2 separate regions of the Sus scrofa genome follow, and region 1 is linked to region 2. Evidence: chromatin contacts called from public Hi-C data. All regions are on one chromosome and are shown on one strand. The core of a region is the stretch at or near the end of the contact, and the rest is flanking DNA. Distances in the headings are between cores, read along the strand shown.

What was found. A called contact is a pair of places that touch in the nucleus more often than the background predicts.
Region 1: a contact with region 2 is called in a Hi-C map of skeletal muscle, with 2.2 times the contacts expected there. The contact joins two enhancer-like sites. A contact is called at or near these places in 6 of 47 Hi-C or Micro-C datasets (embryonic fibroblasts, fetal heart ventricle, fetal liver and 3 more).

What each region holds. Positions count from the first base shown.
Region 1 is chr1:109,716,209-109,718,908 of Sscrofa11.1, forward strand. No RefSeq gene overlaps it. Among named protein-coding and RNA genes, the nearest start is that of TLN2, 37 kb to the left of the region's middle. Within about 2 kb of position 1,378, at least 1 of the 83 cell types and tissues checked has an H3K27ac peak or open chromatin away from gene starts, as enhancers often do. A contact at or near this core is called in skeletal muscle, where this site is marked.
Region 2 is chr1:109,307,689-109,310,388 of Sscrofa11.1, forward strand. TLN2 (talin-2) reads right to left here. Exons shown (of 59, transcript XM_021094283.1): 33 at 2,147-2,240. Among named protein-coding and RNA genes, the nearest start is that of MIR190A, 84 kb to the left of the region's middle. Within about 2 kb of position 1,358, at least 11 of the 83 cell types and tissues checked have an H3K27ac peak or open chromatin away from gene starts, as enhancers often do. A contact at or near this core is called in skeletal muscle, where this site is marked.

The DNA of each region.
Region 1 (2,700 bases), core at 128-2,627, 410 kb after region 2:
AGCAGTACTCGCTCAATGCTCAGGATATTTTTTTTTTAACCTTAGAATATGTTTAATAAAAAAGCAAAGTGCATACAGAGATTTTCCACAACTTCAAAAACAAAACAGGAGTTTCCATTGTGGCTCAGTGGTTAACGAATCCGACTAGGAACCATGAGGTTGCAGGTTCGATCCCTGGCCTTGCTCAGTGGGTTAAGGATCTGGTGTTGCCGTGAGCTGTGGTGTAGGTCAAAGATGCAGCTTGGATGCTGCACTGCTGTGGCTCTGGCGTAGGCCGGCAGCTACAGCTCCAATTAGTCTGGGAACCTCCATATGCCATGGGTGCAGCCCTAGAAAAGGCGAAAAGAAAAAAAAAGAAAGTCCTATTATGTGGTCCCAACAATAGATTCAAAAGCTTATGACAAATAGGTCTTTGATGAGCTGTTTATTATTTTTTTATTTCATAATGGTTTTTATTTTTTCCATTATAGCTGGGTTACAGTGTTCTGCCATTTTTTTTTTTATTGTACACCAAGGTGACCCAGTCACATATACATGTATACATTCTTCTTCTTTTTTTTTTTTATGGCTGTATACATGGCATAAGGAAGTTCTTGGGCCAGGAGTCAAATCAGAGTTGCTGCTTAGGCTTACACCACAACTACAGCAACACCAGATTGGAGCTGCCTCTATGACCTATGCTGCACCTTGTGGCAGTGCCAGATCCTTAACCCACTGAGTGAGGCCAGGGATAGAACCCTCATCCTCACAGAAATGTTAGATCCTTAACCTGCTGAGCTACAATCCTTGCCTTTGATTATTTCATTAAATCCTCCTAACAAGCTAGTGATGAAGGTACTATTATTATCAATGTTATAAGGGAGGAAACTGATGCATAGGCAGGTTGACTAATTGCCCCAAATCACACTGTTAGAAAGTGGAACAACTGGGGGTTCTTGCTAATACAATGCTCCAGTGCATAGCTTTTATTTTGGCAAGCTGTTAAATAAATTATTTGCAGAGGATTGACAGAGTCAAACAGAAAGCACATTAAACATTTTAATAAATCTTTCCAAATTACCCACAAAAATGACTACAAATTATACCTACATCAATGACACATGAGAGCTCTCATGACCAATGTCCCTGCCAATATTGGATATTTTCAATCTCATGTCTTTGTCAACTTAATAAATAAATCATCTCGATTTAACTTCTATTCTTTAGTTAACACTTTCATACATATTGGCCAGTAGTCATTTTCTGCAGTTACAAACATTAACAGCACAAAACAGAACAGATTTCTCCACAGAGTCTGCAATTCCTTTATCCCCTGTTAGTTGATGGCATGATCATCCACCAGTTGCTCAAAATAGAAACCCAGGAATAGATGTTGGTTCTTCCTTTTCCCTCTCCCTCTAGCTGCTCAATCAAGGCGAGGAATCAGATGGAACCCCGTGAACAGTGGTCTGCAACTAAAAGTCTTCCGTATCCAAACAATTCCAGTCCTGCAGTAGCGGACGTGTCTGTAGCCAAGGGAGCTGGTCTCAGAAGCCCCATCAGGTCCTCCTGAGGAGCCTGTGCTCAGGACACAGCCGATATGCAGGGCCTCCCAGGGCCCTCTGGGTGCGTGGTCCTGGCCCCTCCCACCCTGGTTTGCCTCACATCTCCCCTGATGGTGAGAAGATTTGAGGCTCTCAGAGCTTTGGGCCACCCCCAGCTGAGAATGAAGCGCAGGCCTTCCTTCCCAAATGGCTGAGCTGTTGACCTTCTTGCTCCCGCCTCTGGCTCAAGAGGCTATTAAGATCAGTTTACCTTTCTGGCTCAAGAGGCTGTTAAGATCAATTTTCCTTTTGGTTATAGATGCCTTTACTCTCAGTTGTATTCAGAGTTCAGTTATCAATGAAAGTAAAGAACAAAGCGTGCATTATTTTTGTTTTGTTTTGTTTTTCTTTTTAGGGCTGCTCCCCAGGGAATACGGAAATTCCTTGGCTAAGGGTCAAACCACAGCTGCAGCCTACAACAAGGCCGGTGTGAGCCCTGCTGTGTATGCAACCTACATCATAGCTTGCGGCAATGCCGGAGCCTTAACCCACTGAGCAAGGCCAGGGATCAATCCTGCATCCTCATGGAGACTACGCCAGGTTCTTAACCTGCTGAGCTACAACGGAAACTCCCAAAGCGTCTGTTTTGTGATTCTCCTGAAGCCCCATCACTGTTGAAGACTCTGCAGCTGGGTCCAGTTTGCACCAAGGTTCTCAAGTCTCCAACACCACAGTGTATCCTAGAGGGGTGCTTCTCAAACTCTGCAATGCTCCAGGATCATCCAGGGTGTTTGATAAACACACATACTCCCAGGCTGCTCTCCACACCTGCTGAATCACACTCTCTGGGTGGCAGGACCCAGGCTTGTATATTTTTTAACCAGCTTTCTGGGGGTTCTGTTGCATAACCAAGCTCAAACCAATGACTTACAGAGGGTGAGAAGGTAGGTTCTGAGTGGGAGGTATGGGCTATACTCCTGCTCTGCTGAGTGACTTTGGGAGAGTTACTTAACTGCTCTGTGCCTTAGTATTCTCATCTGTAAATTGGGGCCAAGAGTACCTCTTGAAAGAAACAAACAAGGAGATGTGTGCAAATTCTTTCTACAACAGCTCCTTCACACAATAAATGCTTAGTAAAATTATTCTCAAGCCCCCAAAATGGGAGAGCAGGAGCTCC
Region 2 (2,700 bases), core at 108-2,607:
TCATGATCCAGATTTGGGAGGGGAATTTAGATCACAGTGTCTGCGACTTCAGATTTCTTGTAAGCCAACCATCCTGAGTGGGGTGGGGGTGTCTCAGGTCAAGCTTTGACAAAGAGGAGAATCTTGTTCTCAAATCTGAAGGAAAAGCATGGTGTCCACAGAAGGGGGGGAGATTTTCTTTTTCTTAAAGAAATCTGAAAGTTAATGGAAGGCAAATATATTCATGGTCAATGAGCACAATTTCTCTGCCAGAGAAATTTAAACCTCAAGGACCCACTGATTTGTTACTTCATTATCAGCAGGGCCATCAGTTTTAAATTTTGGAAACTTTTAATGGGTAGGCATGAAAGAAGGTAACTCCCCCAAACTGCCCACTGGGATGGTCCATTTGTTTTTAATTTAAAAAGTATACAAAATGTTAGGAGTTCCCATTGTGGTGCAGCAGAAATGAAATCGACTAGTATCCATGAGGACTTGGGTTTGATCCCTGGTCTCACTCAGTGGGTCAGGGATCCAGGGTTGCCATGAACTGTGGTATAGGTCGCAAACATGGCTTGGATCCCTCGTGGCTGTGGCTGTGGTGTAGGCCAGCAGCTGTAGCTCCAATTCGACTCCTATCCTGGGAACTTCCATACGCCACAGGTGTAACCTTAAAAAACAAAAAAGTTAAATAAATTTAAACATAAATAAAAAATACAAAGTATACGACATGTTGAATCTTGTTTAAATGTCCAGCAAGGAACCAGGCAGGGGGCTTGCTTCCTTATCTCCAGTATGCCGAAAATCACTGCTAGCTTTCATGTTGCAATAACCTTTGATTATCACTTATGACAGACTTTTCCAGGGGAAGAAAGTCTGGAGATCCAGCCAGCCAACCTCCTTCCCACTGAGTGAGAATGTACAGTAGGACTTAGTAGCCTGGGGGACACTGCCAACAGAAAGACAAGGCCACATGAGGGACTAAGGGTGGGGGGAAGTCACGGTGAAAATGCCGAGTTACCCAGTCAAAGATCTGGGGGAAAGAGGGCTGCATGAAGGAGCTCATTTCACTGAAGAAGCTCTTCCCACTCTTTGGACAACCCAAATTGCCTTAGTAACTGCAACAGCGAAACAGTCATAATTTTGGCAACCCAGGGTACCGTTAATGGACAGAGGATTTGCATCGGGGCCAACAGATATCATTTAGGTCACCAGCCCACGTATCATTGATATTTGTAAATGTGAACAGACCAGGATAGGGCAGTAACTCACGCAACGTAGGACACATTCTCCTTGTTTTCAGAATGCTTCAGTCCCATGGTAACAAGCCTCTTGTCATTTTCAGCTGTGGTGCTGGCCTATTGCCATGGGCAGACTGGGCCTAGAGCAAACCCTTCAGAAGCTGCAATCAACCCTCCCTCCACACGCTGTCCTCTCTGGCATGGTGGGGATTCCTGTTCAGAAAACTAAAGGTACCTTGGGTACAACTAACCCATATCTTCTAAGATAACCATTTGGCTGTTTCAATCTTACCTGAATTGGTTAGGACTGCTTTATGTACAAGCAGGCACACTGAGTTTATTTTTATCTGCATGCATTCTATGAGCCTAAATTAACTTTCCATTCAAAATAAACCCTAAGTATGAATATAAAGTGATAAGCACGCACACTGTGTTCTGGGCCACAAGGTGCTCACGGCCAGCTTGACTGGCCAGCTTGACAGGGTAACAAGTGTCACCCTGGGTTTTCTATAATGTGCCCCTACACATTAGAAAGTAAAATGTATGGCAAGTTACTCAAAAACTACATCTATCCCAGCTTCTCCCCGATGCCCCAGAATAATCACTCCAAAACTTTTTAGGGAGAAATTGCTTTTCTTCAGCCTACACTCAATACCATAAGCCTCCCCCTGTTTGAAATAAAGAATCCTTTAGCAAAATAACTCTCATCTTAGTGAAACAGGGAAGCAGGGATGATGATCCTAGCAAATCTGGTTTCACTGCAATCCCTTCCCACCTGGACTGAAACTTTGACCAATTTGGCCAACTCTGGAACAGTTTCCCAGGGAAAATAAAAGGCAGGAACAGAGGAGAAGAAAATGACCCTGGAAGGAAAGGACAGATAGACACAAACGCTTCAATCCGCAGCAGTCCTTCCAGTTACCCACCTCGAGCTCCCGCAGGGCGTTATCGCACTCCTTCTGGCCAGGAGCTTGCTGGGTGCATAGAGTGATAAGCTGATTGATGCTCTCTGTCACAGCTCTGTGGCCGAAACGGAAAGAGGGTTTTGTGTTTGGCTTTGTAAAGATCAACAGTCATTTCCCCAACCTTTTGCAGGTTCACTAGAAATACAATTAATTCACCACAAAAGGCCCCATGAGAGCTCTTCCATAAGGCTGGAAACAACCAAAAATAAAGCCTAGACAGGGAAGAGGGAATGAGAATCCCTGCCTTGCTTCTCATCGTTCATTTGATTCTCACTTAAAAGTACTGTTTGTTCTCTTAAGAAAGTATGACTGTCTTTTAATATATCCACAAGGGAGAATTCACAACAAAGTTCCAAATGGCGAAGAGCTCATATTAAGACTGTTTTCAATATCCTGCACTAGCAGGCCATAAGGAATAGGAAGGACTGTCTGAGCTAGGCTATTTTGGACAGGCTTTGTTGAGTTTGGACTGTTCTGTGTATTTTAAAACAGGCATACTGTAAACTATGCCTTAT